2 separate regions of the Macaca mulatta genome follow, and region 1 is linked to region 2. The links are chromatin contacts, called in public Hi-C maps. All regions are on one chromosome and are shown on one strand. The core of a region is the stretch at or near the end of the contact, and the rest is flanking DNA. Distances in the headings are between cores, read along the strand shown.

Region 1 (7,033 bases), core at 4,078-6,577, 100 kb before region 2:
AGTATAGTGGCATGATCACAGCTCACTGCACCCTTGACCTCCTAGGCTCAGGCAGTCCTCCTACCTCACCCTCTTGAGGAGCTGGGAATACAGGCAGGTCCACCATGCCTGGATGATTTTTTAGTTTTTGTGGAGATGGGGGTCTCACTATGTTGCCCAGCTGGGTCTTGAACTCCTGCACTCAAGTGATTCTCCATCTGTGCTGGAGGCTTCCAAAGTGCTGGGATTACAGGTGTGAGCCGCCGTGCCTGGCTTACGGTTGTAGATGTCCTGTAGTAGAAAGTCAGAACGTGACGACAAAAGAAAGCACGTACTTTCCTCATATTTTTGGTGTGAGGTAAAGGAGATGATGATGATGAACTCAGCACAGTGCTTGCACATAGGAAGCCTGTGTCCCCGGCATCCTCTGCTCTTACTGTTGCTGTTACTTATTACCGTAAGTATCGCTGTTGCTAGTATGGACTCTTCCTAGATTGAATCCTGTCTCTGCAACTGACTCATTTGACAGTCCTGGTAGCAACTGAACCACACTAAGCCTCAGTTTTCATATCTGTAGAACAGGGTTGCTGTGGAAATTGAATTTCTAATGCTGGAGTCAGCAAAGTTGCTGTTGGTTGTTTTTTGTTTTAGTTTTTTGTTTTTAAGAGAGACAAAGTCTTGTTCTGTCGCCCAGGCTGGAGTACAGTGGCGCTATCATGGCTTACTGCAGCCTTGGGCTCCCAGGCTCAAGTGATCCTCCTGCCTCACCCCATGAGTAATTGAGAGACTACAGGTGCACACCACCATGCCCGGCTAATTTAAAATTTTTTTTGTAGACATGGAGTGTCACTACATTGCTCAGGCTGGTCTCCAATTCCTGGCCTCAAGTGATCCTCCTGCCTCAGCCTCCGAGAACTCTGAGATTATAAGCATGAGCCACCGTGCCCGGCCAACAAAGTTTTGTTTTTAGAGCCAGATAGTACATATTCTAGACTCTGTGGGCCATGTGATCCAGGGTGGCTCTTCAACCCTGGCCTTGTAGTGCAAAAACAGCCAGAGACCATGCATCAGCGAGTAGTGCAGCTGTGCTCCCGTAGAGCCATTTACAGAAGCAGCAGGCAGCTGGCCGGCCGGCCGCGGTTTGTTGACCCCTGTCGGTGTATTCAAGTGTCTGGCTCTCTAGCTCCTCCGTAAGTGCTGGTGTTCTTTGCAGTGATTATTTTGTAGCCATTTACCTGTGATTGTGGAGCCAGGGTGAGACCCAGGAATGGTGGTCGGGCAGCGGACAGGCGGGCTGGACTGAAAGACCCCTGACAAGGTGCTGTGTGGGGTGCAGGTGCGGCCGGTGTGGATGGCATGCTGGGTCGGGTGCCACAGAGTGTGGTGGACGAGGAGGACAGTGGCCTGCAGAGCACCCTGGAGGCATCGCTGGAGCTACGGGGCCTGGCCCGCGTAGCCGACAACGCCCAGCAGCAGTATGTGCGCTCGCGCCCAGCGCCCTCACCCGAGTCCATCAAGAGGGCCAAGGAGCTGGACCTTGTGGGGCTGGGCCTGCACCCCCTCTTCAGTGAGTCCTTCTACAGGTAGGGGTGGCAGGTGGGTCTTGCTGACCCCACCCACAGCCTGACACCTCACTGCTTTCCCACCAGGCTCGCGTTTTGAGGAGGAGGAGCTTCAGCGGCTGAGGCTGGTGGACAGCATCAAGAACTACCGCTCCCGGGCGGTGAGTGGGGCTGGGCGGAGACCACGCTCTGAGTCCTGGCTCAGTGGAGGCCAGAGACAGATGGCCCGTGGCCTGGGGTCACACAGTGACAACGGTGGTGCCATGACTCAGATTGCAGTCCTGACCCCCAGCAGGACCCCAGCAGGGATTTTCATCTGAGCTTATATCTTAACCTGCAGCCTTGGCTCTGACAGCCTCTCTTGAGATGCCCCTTGTTCTGGAACCATCCCTGCTGGCCCACAGCAGGTGGCATGGGGCAGCCATTCCCTAGCACTTAACAGATGGTTCATGAGGGGAAGTGACATGCTCCCGGTCTGTTAGAGGCCTGAAGAGCTTGTTTTCCTGAGCTTCCTTCCCTCCTTCCCAACTGTTGACTCCCATTAGGCACCCCATCTTGTGCATATGGAAGGGGATGCACAAAAGGAAAAACCTACTCGGGAATGAGTAAGCTTGCCAGCCAGCTGGGATCAGGAGAGGAGCTGTCATGGTTAAGAGCGCCAGTTTTGAAGTCAAATGGACTTGGGTTAACAAGCTATGGTTTTTCCTAGCATGTGACCATGGGCTGGTTACTCACCCTCTCTGGGTTTTTGTTTTTGTTTGTTTTTGAAACAGGGTCTTGCTTTGTCACCCAGGCTGGAGTGCAGTGGTGCAATCATGGCTCACTGCATCCTTGACCTCCTGGGCTCAAGTGATCCTCCTATCTCAGCCTCCTGAGTAGCTGGGACTACAGGTGCATGCCACCACACATGGCTAATTTTTTTATTTTTTGTAGAGATGAGGTCATGTCATGTTGCCTAGACTGGTCTCAAACTCCTAGGCTCAGGTGATCCTCCTGCCTCAGCCTCCCAAAGTGCTGAGATTACAGGCGTGAGCCATGGTACCTGGCCTGGGTCTCTCTTTGTGTTTTTGTTTTATTTTTGAGATAGAGTCTCGCTCTGTTATCCAGGCTGGGGTGCAGTGGTACAATCTCGGCTCACTGCAACCTCTGCCTCCTGAATTCAAGTGATTCTCCTGCCTCAGCCTCGTCAGTAGCTGGGACTACAGGTGCCCACCACCACACCTGGCTAATATTTGTATCTTTAGCAGAGATGGGGTTTCACCGTGTTGGCCAGGCTGGTGTCGAACTCCTGACCTCAAGTGATCCTCCTGCTTCAGCCTCCCAAAGTGCTGGGATTACAGGCATGAGCCACTGCGCCTGGCCTGGGTCTATCTAATTGTGAAGTGCAGATAATGAGAGTGCCCACCTTGGACACTGGGGAAGACTTGGGGAAGAATGCCAATAGGGAGCCCACCAAGTGGTAAGGGTGGGGTTAGGGGTAGGAGGCTGGTGGGCAAAGGACTGGGTGTCCCCTCCACAGACTATATTTGAGATCAACGCCTCCAGCCGAGACCTGTGCAGTCAGGTGATGCGCGCCAAGCGGCAGAAGGACCACAAGGCCATCGCCCGCTTCCAGCAGGGACAGCAGGGGAGGCAGGAGCAGCAGGAGGGCCCAGTGGGCCCAGCCCCGAGCTGCCCAGCACTGCAGGAGAAGCAGCCTGAGAAAGAGGAGGAGGAGGAGGAGGAGGCGAGAGAGAGTGTGGAGGTACAGGTTCCACCCTGGGGACCCTGGACCTGGGGTACAGGGAAGGGGTGGCTAAGTCGCAGCAGCCCATGAAGCTGTTCTAGGGGCTTTGAGCAGTGGATGGAGGTGGATGCTGTCAGCTTCCCATCTGCAGAGTCGGGGTATGGTTCTTGTCCACTGTCCCTCGTTTAAAACTGGGGCCAGATCTTTAGCCTGAGAAGCTGTGTACAACATGACACCCTCAGTGGGGTCCAGGGCATCACCAGCCACCAAACACATCAGGGCTTCTGCAGTGAGACGTGCGGGTCTCACTCAGAGGGAGGACCATGAAGTGTCCCATTCACCTGGTAGGTGGGTCTTGGGCCTGCGTGTCCCCCAGGATGTCCCTCTCTCATGTTTTGTTTAGACAGAGGGTTCAGTAGCCTAGAAGACCAGCTGGAGACCCCTGACCTAGTCCACGTTGTTCAGAGCAGGCCAGGCGCAGAGAGGGGCAGGGCCGGCTGTTACACAGCCTGGAGCGCGGAGCTGGAATGGGGAGTTGGGTCTCCCCCAGCCGGCACTCTCTCCCTTACCTAGCTGTCCTGCCTCTGCTGGTCCCTGAGGCAGGGGTTGCGCTGTGTGTGCAGATGAGGAAACTGAGGGTCCCACAGGAGACACTGTCACCCAGCTAAGAAATGGCAAAGTGAAGCTTTGAAAGTCCCCGGGAAGCCACTGGCCCCTGTGGCCAGGGTGGTGGGTAGGGAGGCTGTGGGGACTCCCCAGGGGGCTACAGGCATGACGCTGGGCCTCGGTCCGTGCTCTGCCAGGACATTTTCTCAGAGGTCATGGGCCGGAAGCGGCAGCGGTCAGGACCCAACAGGGGAGCCAAGAGGCGGAGGGAGGAGGCCTGGGAGCGGGACCAGGAATTCTACATCCCCTACCGGCCCAAGGACTTCGACAGCGAGCGGGGGTGAGTGGCTGGCTGGGTCCTGGGTGGGGCAGGCAGGTCTGCTGGATCCCATCAATCCAGTTAGGTCTCCCACCTTCCCCCTGCAGCCTGAGCATCAGCGGGGAAGGGGGAGCCTTCGAGCAGCAGGTGGCTGGTGCTGTCCTGGACCTGATGGGGGACGAAGCCCAGAACCTGACGAGGGGCCGGCAGCAGCTCAAGTGGTGAGTGAGCGAGTGACCCACCCATCCATGCCCCAGGTGAGTGAGCGAGTGACCCACCCATCCATGCCCCGGGTGAGTGAGCGAGTGAGCCGCCCATCCATGCCCGGGGTGAGTGAGCAAGTTAGCTGCCCCTCCATCATCCCTGCCTGGGGTGAGTGAGCGAGTGAGCTGCCCCTCATGCCAGCAGGCAGGGTGAATTCCCTGACGTCCTCACTCCCATCTGATCCTGGACAGCCTGGATTATGACCTGGCTGTCCCCCATGTGACCACTCACAGCAGGTGTGATGGCCCCTGGCTGTTCTGTCACCTTGATTTGATCACACACCACAGAGATCTTGACCCCGTCTATCCTTTTTGCTGGCAAGTCTTTCTAGACAGGGCTCAGGACCCATTTGTTCAGGAGGACTCTAGCGTCTAGAGAATGTATGTGACTCAACCAAGGGTCACAGCTGGAAAGGGGGAGGGGATTGGAAACCCTCCAGGAGGCCCTTGTCCCTGAGCCAGGCCCCAGTGCTGGCGGCAGTCCTCTGACCTTTATTGAGCGCCAACTGCATGCCAGACATGGCTGCACTGCTTTCTTTTAATGCTCCAACAACCTGACAAGAGGGTCGGGTGAGGAGACAGGCCCTGAGCGGGAACCGGCACTCCAAGCGTTTCCCTCCACGGCAGCCGTCCCAACTCCCTCTCCTGCAGGGACCGTAAGAAGAAGCGGTTTGTGGGAAAGTCAGGACAGGAAGACAAGAAGAAGATTAAGACAGAGAGTGGCCGCTACATCAACAGCTCCTACAAGCGAGACCTGTATCCTGAGGGGCGTGGCCAGGGAGGGGCGGGGCCGAGCAGCTTCAGCAGCAGCAGCTCCAATTAAGTGGGACCTGGGGGCGGGGCCGGGGATGAGGGGCCGGAGCTGAGCGGCTTCAGCAGCCGCATCTCCAATAAGTGGGACCTGTGCTGGGGGCGGGGCCCAGCAGCTTCAGCAGCAGCATCTCCAATAAGTGGGACCTGTGCTGGGGGCGGGCCCAGCGGCTTCAGCAGCCGCATCTCCAGTAAGTGGGACCTGTGTGCTGGGGGCGGGCCCAGCAGCTTCAGCCGCGACTGGGATAACAGAACTGTGTCTGCTGGGGCGGTGTGGGGAGGAGCCTTCTCCCGTCCCAGGGGCTTCACGCAGCTTCCTTAACGAGGTTTCCCAGCTATCAGAAGTGGAAACAGAAACAGAAAATTGATGATCGTGACTCGGACGAAGAAGGAGCATCTGACCGGCGAGGCCCAGAGCGAAGAGGTGGGAAGCGAGGCCGTGGCCAAGGTGAGAGCCAGGGAGGGTGGGGAGTATGGGTGCACAGGTAGGTAGAGCAGTTATGGTCAGATTAGGGTAACACTGAGGCACGGGTGCAGGGGCTACTGCAGAGCCCCAGAGCTCGGTGTGTTGGGGTATGCTGCCAAAACCCTGGGTCCCTCCATGATCCCCCCACCCAACCCCCACACCCACAGGTTCCCCCTTCCTACTATCCCGGTCTCTGATGGTCACGAGCATCACCTGACAGGCGCTGGGAAGCACCGTGCCCCTCAGGTGCCTTGTCCCCGACCTCTGGCCACTTCACAGATGAAGCCACGGGGATGACTTCTGGTAGATGCCCTGTTCACCTAATTAAGCCTATTGTCTAAAATCCTAGAGAACTCGGGAGGTGGAACCTTGTGGGAATGCTGCTATGTGGGCCATTTTCACCTGCAAAAATGGCATCTGCATGTGGTTCGACCTGACAGAGTGGGCATGAATTGAACCCCTGTGGCATCCTCAGGAGTGACGTTCTTTTTAGCAATGCTGTGGGGAAGTTCATGTCACCAAAGACGCAGTCAGAAGCAGCTTTGGTTCCGGGAGGAGGCGATCACGGGGGATGCTGAGGAAGATACTTCCTCGAAATGTGGGTTGGCAAATAGTACATTTGGTCATTTGAGGACTTCGACCTCTTTAATCTGGCCTGGGTCCCTCAGCCAGTAAAAGGCTAAGGTGGATTTGAAGCCGGCTCTGTCTACCAGAGCCTGTGCTTAAGGGCTGCTGTCAGGGAGGGGCTCCCACTTGCTGGGTGCAGGCAGGCTGTGTCCTGGAAGGCCACACATGACCTGGGAGGCAAGGTGACTGCGAATACCCATTTTACAGGCCGGGAAACAGGTGCCTTATGAGGGCTGTGACTGAACCTGAGTCACCCAGCTGCCCAAGGCTCCCACCTGGGACCTTCCCTGGGGAGAGGGGAGTTTGGGACCATGTCCTGGGTCTCTCTCAGATGGCGTTACCCACTGCTGTGTCCCTCCACCTTCTGGGGCTGGTCACTGCCTTCTCTGGGTGTCTCTGTGAGCCTGCGTGCATTTGCCTGGGCCTGTTCTCTGTGGCTCCTCCCCCTCCAGCTCTCCCATCTGTGGGAGTGTCTCCTTGTCAGCGTGGCTGGGTGGGGACCACCCACACCTCACTTCTCAGCCTGTTTTTACCTGAGTGAAACAGCAGCTTCTGCTGTGAGCAGTGCCGTGCAGTGGGCGGGCAGGGGCTGGGGAGATGGGGGCGACCTATGGGCTTTGGGAGAAAGCAGCTGTTCTTCCTTTTTTGTCCTCATTGGAGGTGATAGGTCCTGCG
Region 2 (6,848 bases), core at 556-3,055:
CAGCCCACGCTGCAAGGTAGTGGTGGTTCAGCAGGGCGGGTGGCATGGGGTGGGTGGGGAGTCTACTCACCTGTGTCCTGGCGAAACTGGTGCATGGACTGCAGGTCGATGATGTAGGGCACAAGCTGGGCGTCCACCTGCCCCAGGACCACGGAGCCGCGAGCGTCCTCCTTCAGCACGTTCTCAATGTGGTGGCACACGGTGGCCGTGTAGGGCCGCCAGCGACTGTGCTCATTCAGCCACTCCCACACCACCACCCGGGCCACGTTCTGCGGTGGGAAGCCCAGACCATTCACAGGCATCAGCCCACCGTGGCCTGGCCGTGACATGGCCGCCACTGCCTCAGGGGCCAGGTCCCCCACTATTGCAGGCCCAGCTACTCCTGGGCCTGGCAGCAGGCGGCAACTTCCTCTCTCCCCAGGGGGACAGCAAGGACCGTCTGGCCTCCTTTCTAACTCTGGGTTCTCTCTGAGGCCTAGAGGCCTCCGTTAAAGGAATGTGGGGTGGCCATCCAGGCTGCAAAGACCTCTTCCCTGCAGAGCCTTCTCGGATAAAGGGTGCTGCCCTGGAAAGCAAGTGTCTCTCTTATGCTGGAGGAAACAGCTCTAAAGTCCTTGGCCCCCTCGGCTGGCTCAGGTAGGGAGTGAGGCAGCCGCCCCCGTTCTAGGTCCAGCCTCTTCAGTGTTGTCTCTGGTCCCTCTTCCCCGCCAGACAGGGCCTGTCACCCAGGAGGCCTGGGCCACAGCCTGCTGCTCCTGCGGCTCTCAGTCAGCCCTCTGCACTCCCAACCGCGTCCCAGACCCTGCGCCTGGCTTCAGTGGGGCTTCTTGCCTCCCTCCAGTCCGGGCCCCCTTCTCCGACGGCTCCTGCTGAAGGGGGCGTCCCTGCCCCCTTGTTCCCTCTCCACGGTGTCCTGGAAGGCCTGGGTGGCTGCAGAACACACGGGGAAGGGGTGCGGCGCGGACCCCCGGGGGGTGCGCCTGGACTGCGGCTCCGGAGCTGGGCTGGGGGACGAGGGGGACGAGGGGGGCGGGGGCCCGTGGGCACGCCCCACCCCACTCGTGCTCGCGACCTGCCAGGAGACAAGAGGGGAGAGGGCCCTTTAAGAGGAGAGCTCAGCACCCCCTCCCCCATTCCCAGGAGATCATTCGGCTGAGAACAATGGGGGACCGAAGGGGGACAGCAAGGGGGGCGTACGGGGTCGCCCCGCCCGCTTTCCCTTGGGGCAGGCCTGGAGGGAGGGCTGGGGCCGGGGGCGCGGTTTTCAGAGACTCTCCGCCTGGGGGGTGCCCTCCTTCGCTCCCAGAGCCTTCCCTTCCCCTGGGGCCCTCACCCTGCCGGGGGGTATGCCGGGTGCGCGGGGATGCGTCGGGAAGCTAGGGGATGAACGGAGCTGCAGGCGCGGCCCAGGGCCCCTCGGGGGTCGCGTCGCGGAGGGGGCGAATCCAGGAGCTGGACCGTCTCTGCCTCCCGCCCTGGGGATAACAGCCCCCCTTCCCCAGCTCAGACGTCGCCGAGCCGCTCGCGGGCCCCCAGCTGGAGCCGGGGGTGGGGTCCCTAAGCACCCGCGCTCTCACCGCCTCTCTTCGTCTCCGGCTCCGGCTCCGGCTCGCGCTCCAGCACCGCCGCCTTCTGGGCTCCCCCCGGAGTGGGAGGGAGCCGCGGTTCTGCCTCCGCGCCCGTTCCCTCCCAGGCCCCTCGGCCGCCGCGCCGAGCTTTCCGCGCGTGGACAGACTGCTCGGCCGACGGACGGACGCAGGAGCTGGCTGGCGGCCGCCGGGATCCCGCGGGTGGGAGGCGGCCTCGGCAGTGCTCGGGAAGGGAGAGGGGAGGGGGCGGAGGAGGAGGAAGGGGAGGAGACAGATCGCGGCCCTGAGCGCCATCGGCGCTGACACGCGAGTCTCAGGGCGCCCCAAATCCTCGGCCAGGCCTTCCCGAGAACCCAAGGGGCCTTCTGACCCCAAGCAGGGCTTGAGGCAGGGAGTGGGGTGTTTAGGAGTCGCCGGCTTGAATCTTTGTCATCTTTATTTCCAGTCTCCCAGTCTAGGGCCTGGCACTGAGTAGGTGCTCAATAAATGCTTGAATGAATGAATAAGATCCAGAGACTGTCTAAAGAAAGATCTTGAAGCATTCAGAGCTAGCCTCCTTTCCTCCTCTAACTATTACTGGGGGCGGGAGGGTGCTGACAAGGCCTGATTCAGACTCAGATAGAACCGTGGAATCTGAAGAGTACAGATGAGGAGACTGAAGCCAGAGAGAGTAAGACCCAGGCCCAGGATCACAGAAGCTTAGAGCGGTGCCCAGACACCAACCCCAATCTGAATCTCCTGCCAGTACCCAGTTCCTAGCCCTAAGCCCACTTCCCCCAAAGCACCCACCTGCTCCAGGTGAGAGGGGGTGGGACCAGCGGAGGGGACCCTGGCCAGGAGGTAAGAACCTGGAGGAAGAGAAGGGCAGGCTTTCTGCCATGTCATTCACAGCCACCTGCAAACAACTAGTGCTCAATAAATGGTGGGTGAGCATTGGTTGGATGGAAGGGAAGACTGGAAATGGCAGCGACTCAAGTGTTAATGGGATGGCCGGTTCCTCTCTCCTCCAGCAAGCTGGATGCAGCTGAGACACACGTCGGCTGGGAGGGGGGTGGACCACCCGGGGCCTTTGGGTGTTTAGATTGGGGAAGATGAAGGATGCATCCGGGAACTCTAGCCTGGGTGGCTGACGGAGGTCAGTGACCTGTTTGGGCGCCTGCCCAGAGCAGCCCACGCCTGCCTCCCCAGGGCAGATGGGGATACACTAGGCAGGGGCAGGGGCAGGCTGCTCAGGGGTGCTTTCCCAGAACCCAGCTCTGGCTCTCCGGCCTGCTGGAGGGACCTCCCCTCCCCAGGCCCCTGCTCTGACCAGCAGCCCAGTGTTGGATGGGCTTTTTCATATTGGGTCAATGATTCTGCTTTCTTTCTCCTGCTGCAGACTACAGAGAGAGGCTTTGCATACGGCAGGGCCAAGTCTGCAGTATGACAGTACTGACAATACTCCCACAGGATCACTGAGTTCTGGGATTTTAGCCTAGGGTCCATGGATGGCCTTCTGGGGTCCATGAAGTCCCCCTCTCCCATTACAGGCAAACTTGTGTGTCTAGGCGTTGTGTGTCTTGTGTGTCTGGGAAGAAGGGCACTGGCTGTCAGCAGATTCTTCTCCCAGGATATTATGACTGAACAGGTTCAGAGCAGATGCTCAACCACCTTATGTTATAGAAGGATCTGGGGACCCCACAGTGGAGAAGAGATTGACTCAAGGTCGCATGGTGATTTAGCAGCAAATTGGAAAAAAGAACACAAGTCTCTGGACTTCCTGTCAAATGCTATTTAAGGTCTGATTAAATGTCACCTCCTCCAGGAAGCCTTTCTTGAATTCATCCCATCTTCCTCTGTGTTCCTTTGCCCATAACTTGACATGACACCCTGTGTCACAATTAGCCTCTTAAATGAAATCTGTCCCTGCTAGAGTGAGATAGCCATCATATTCATCTTGGTGTGGTATGGCTGGTGCCCATTACATAAGGGTGTCATTTACTGAGTGCCTATTATGTGCCAGGCACTTATGTAATACTTACTACTCTTCACAACTGCCCCACAAGGAAGGTAATATTGTCCTCATTTTACACATGGAAACAGAAAACCTCCTGAAGCTCAGAGAGGCTAAGTAGCTTACCCAAGTTCCCACAGGGAGTAAGTGGCAGAGCTAGGATCTGTGTCCCAAATGCTTTTGCACCTCCCATAGCACCATGCTGCCTCTGTGTTTGTTGAGTGACTAATGGATGGCATCCAGCTGAGGATCTGGTGCAGTGTGGCCCTTAATGGCCCCTCTCAACTGGGTTTGGAACATCTGGGAATGCAAAACTGCTCCCAGGGAACTTGGGGAGAAAAGATTTCCAAGGAGAGGGAAGGAATTTGGCCACCAAGGAGCCCACAATTCACTGGAGGGATGGCTCAGATGCCAATGAGGAAGTCAATAGGACAAAAGCAATCAATCATGAACTGTTTTTTTTTTTTTTTTTTGGTCCATTGAGGCATTTTATTTATATAAATTTATTACATCCCTAGAAAAACAATCCCAGGATTTTCCCCCTTATGTGTTTTTGTCTTGCTTCCTTATGGTCCCTGATACCAGCTGAGGTTGTCAGGACAATGAAACCAAAGGAGATAGGGGTACCATTTTTCTAGATCTTTGAGTTGCAAATCAACCTGGGGCTTGTCACTGTACACTTGTTTAACCTGCCTGTGAGGTCCACAGTGATTTTTCTAGCTCTGTGATTATTGATGATTTCAAAGTCACTGATATAAACTAAGTTGCATTATCACACTTAGAAACTAGATGACGATTTTGGAACACAACCTAAAACTACCTGGTGTTTGCTTCTCTTCTCAGCATGTTGATGCTATTGAGAGCATTGGCCAGGATGTTCACATGCACCATTATAGCAGCTCAGAAAGATGGCAGAAAGAGACTAATTCATTTTTTTTTTGTTCTGCCATCCACCATCCACTCATCCATCCACCTATCTATCCATTCATCTATCCACCCATCCTCCATCCATCCACCCATCCAGTCATTCATCCATCCACCCACTCATGCATCATCCATTCATCCATACACCCACCCAGCCATCATCTATCCATCCATCCATCCATCCATCCATCCATCCATCCATTTATTCATCCATTCATCTATGCATTCATGTATGAAACTTCCCACCTTCCTTCCTTCCCCTCCTCTGTCTCTCCCTTCCTTCCTTTCTTCCTCTTTTTGTTTATTTATTTTTTTTAAGATGGAGTCTTGCTCTGTCACCAGGCTGGAGTGCAGTGGCGCAATCTCAGCTCACTGCAACCTCCGACTCCCTGGTTCAAGCGATTCTCCTGCCTCAGCCTCCCAAGTAGCTGCAATTAGAGGCACGTGCCACCACGCCCAGCTAATTTTTGTATTTTCAGTAGAGACAGGGTTTCACCACGTTGGCCAGGATGGTCTCGATCTCCTGACCTCATGATCCGCCTACCTCGACCTCCCGAAGTGCTGTGATTACAGGTGTGAGTCACCGCACCCGGCCCCTTCCTTCCTCTTATCCACTTATTCATCCATCCATCCATCCATCCATCCATCCATCCATCCATCCAAAAACTACCAGATGCCCTCCTATGTGCCAGGCACTGGGCTATGAACTGAGATACAGATATAACCCAAGCAGCATGGCCTCTGCCATCCTGGGTCTCAGAGTCTAGTGAGAAAGTTAGACATGAATCAAAGAATCACACAAAGTGTAATTCCAAACTTTTGCTAAGACTATGAAGTAAAAGTTCAGGATATCATGAGGACATCTAACAGGGGTCCTATCAGGTCTAAGAAATCAGGGAGGGCTTCTCAGAGGAGTTGATGTTTCAGCTACTCCCTGAAGGATTCACAGGTCTTAATGTGGCTGAGTGGGGTAGGAGGGGGAATGATTACATCAGAGGAAACAGGAATGTGCAAAGGCCCAGAGGTGGGAAAGAGCTTGGTGTGTTAGAGCAACAGAAAGGAGACCAAGTAACCACTGAGAAAGAAGAGGGGTGAGCCTGGGGCCAGATGAGGCAGGGCTACCATACAGGGCCTTGGAAGACCCAGTATGGATTTGTGATTTTATCCTAAGAGTCATGGGGAGTTACTAAAAATTTGATGTGATTTGATTTGTGTTGGAAAGAGCCTGGAATTAACTAGACTTTATTGAGTACCTACTGTATGTCCAGCCCTGGTCTAGGTACAGGAGAGTCTGGAAGGGGACACAAAACAAAATGAGTGACACTGAAGGCGGTATTAGGGGCATGTGCAATTAGGGTATGAGCCCTGGGAGACACATGCCACCCCTGTCCCCAGCCTGTGGAGCCGAGTAGGTTAGGCTCTTTTGAGCCCTTCTCGCCAGCCCTCTACATCCTTCTGTGCAGACCAGCTGTGACCTCCCCTTCAGCAGCTGAGAAAAAGTTTAAGTGGAAAACAGGAAACAGAGTGAGAAGGACTGTTTAGGTGTCTCTGGGGACTGAAATGGGGCCCCTGGAAGTCAGAGTGTTCCTTGGGCCTACAGGACCCTGGTGGGGTGGGAGTGGTGAAAGGTCTTTTGCTGCCTGCTGAGAATGGGTGGTGGAATTGGAGAAGCCTCAGAAGGGTGGTATCCACAGCCAGCCTTCCTCAGCGAGGACGGTCTGCGGGCGTGAGGTTAGGCTGGGCACTGCTCTCGTGGCCGCGTGTCCAGGTCATGGCTCCTGGGAGCAGTGTCTCCCCATCACCAGCCAGAGGCTGGTTCCAGGTGAGCACAGATTCTTTCCGGGGTCTTGCTCTGAAATTCACATACAGCCGGAGTTGAAAGCAGCTTGAGCATCTATGGGCGAGATGGTGAGATGAACGCCCTCCCCACCCCACAGCGCTGGGTCCCACGCTGGATTCACGTGAGAATCTCCTGCAGAGTGCATACAAATCACTCACGTTCAAGCCCCACCCTCAGAAACATGTAGTTGGCTGGGGGGTCCAGGTGTTTGTAGGCTTTGGCCAATGGTTCTTTCCCTGGATTTAAGGGATTAAAACTGAGAGATGGTTGTCAGCCTGTCTCTAGGTAGCTGGGCTAATCATATGCGATACTGTGAGCTTTTAGGGCCCATTTAGAACCATCCATTTACTCATCTAATCAGATGCTGTTTGCTGAGCACCTACTATGTGCCAGATACCATTCTAGGCACTGAAGATACAGTGACAAATAAAAGACACAAAATACTTGCTCTCCTAGAGCTGACCTTCTAGGTGGCAGGAGAAAAAAAGTAAATAAATGCATA

What was found. Hi-C and Micro-C count contacts between places; a contact is called where the count stands out from the background.
Region 1: a contact with region 2 is called in a Hi-C map of fetal cortex germinal zone, with 2.2 times the contacts expected there. The contact joins the enhancer-like site here to the promoter of DTX1 in region 2. A contact is called at or near these places in 7 of 14 Hi-C or Micro-C datasets (CD4 T cells, blood, cortical neurons and 4 more).

What each region holds. Positions count from the first base shown.
Region 1 is chr11:120,403,180-120,410,212 of T2T-MMU8v2.0, reverse strand. DDX54 (DEAD-box helicase 54) reads left to right here. Exons shown (of 20, transcript XR_013401468.1): 13 at 1,316-1,546; 14 at 1,629-1,702; 15 at 3,061-3,285; 16 at 4,071-4,213; 17 at 4,300-4,413; 18 at 5,107-5,211; 19 at 5,601-5,920. Among named protein-coding and RNA genes, the nearest start is that of CFAP73, 13 kb to the right of the region's middle. Within about 2 kb of position 5,327, at least 4 of the 40 cell types and tissues checked have an H3K27ac peak or open chromatin away from gene starts, as enhancers often do. A contact at or near this core is called in cortical neurons and fetal cortex germinal zone, where this site is marked.
Region 2 is chr11:120,295,503-120,302,350 of T2T-MMU8v2.0, reverse strand. It overlaps DTX1 (deltex E3 ubiquitin ligase 1), which reads right to left and starts at 1,805. Exons shown (of 11, transcript XM_077955293.1): 1 at 1,578-1,805; 2 at 9-1,072. It also overlaps a transcript of CFAP73 not described here.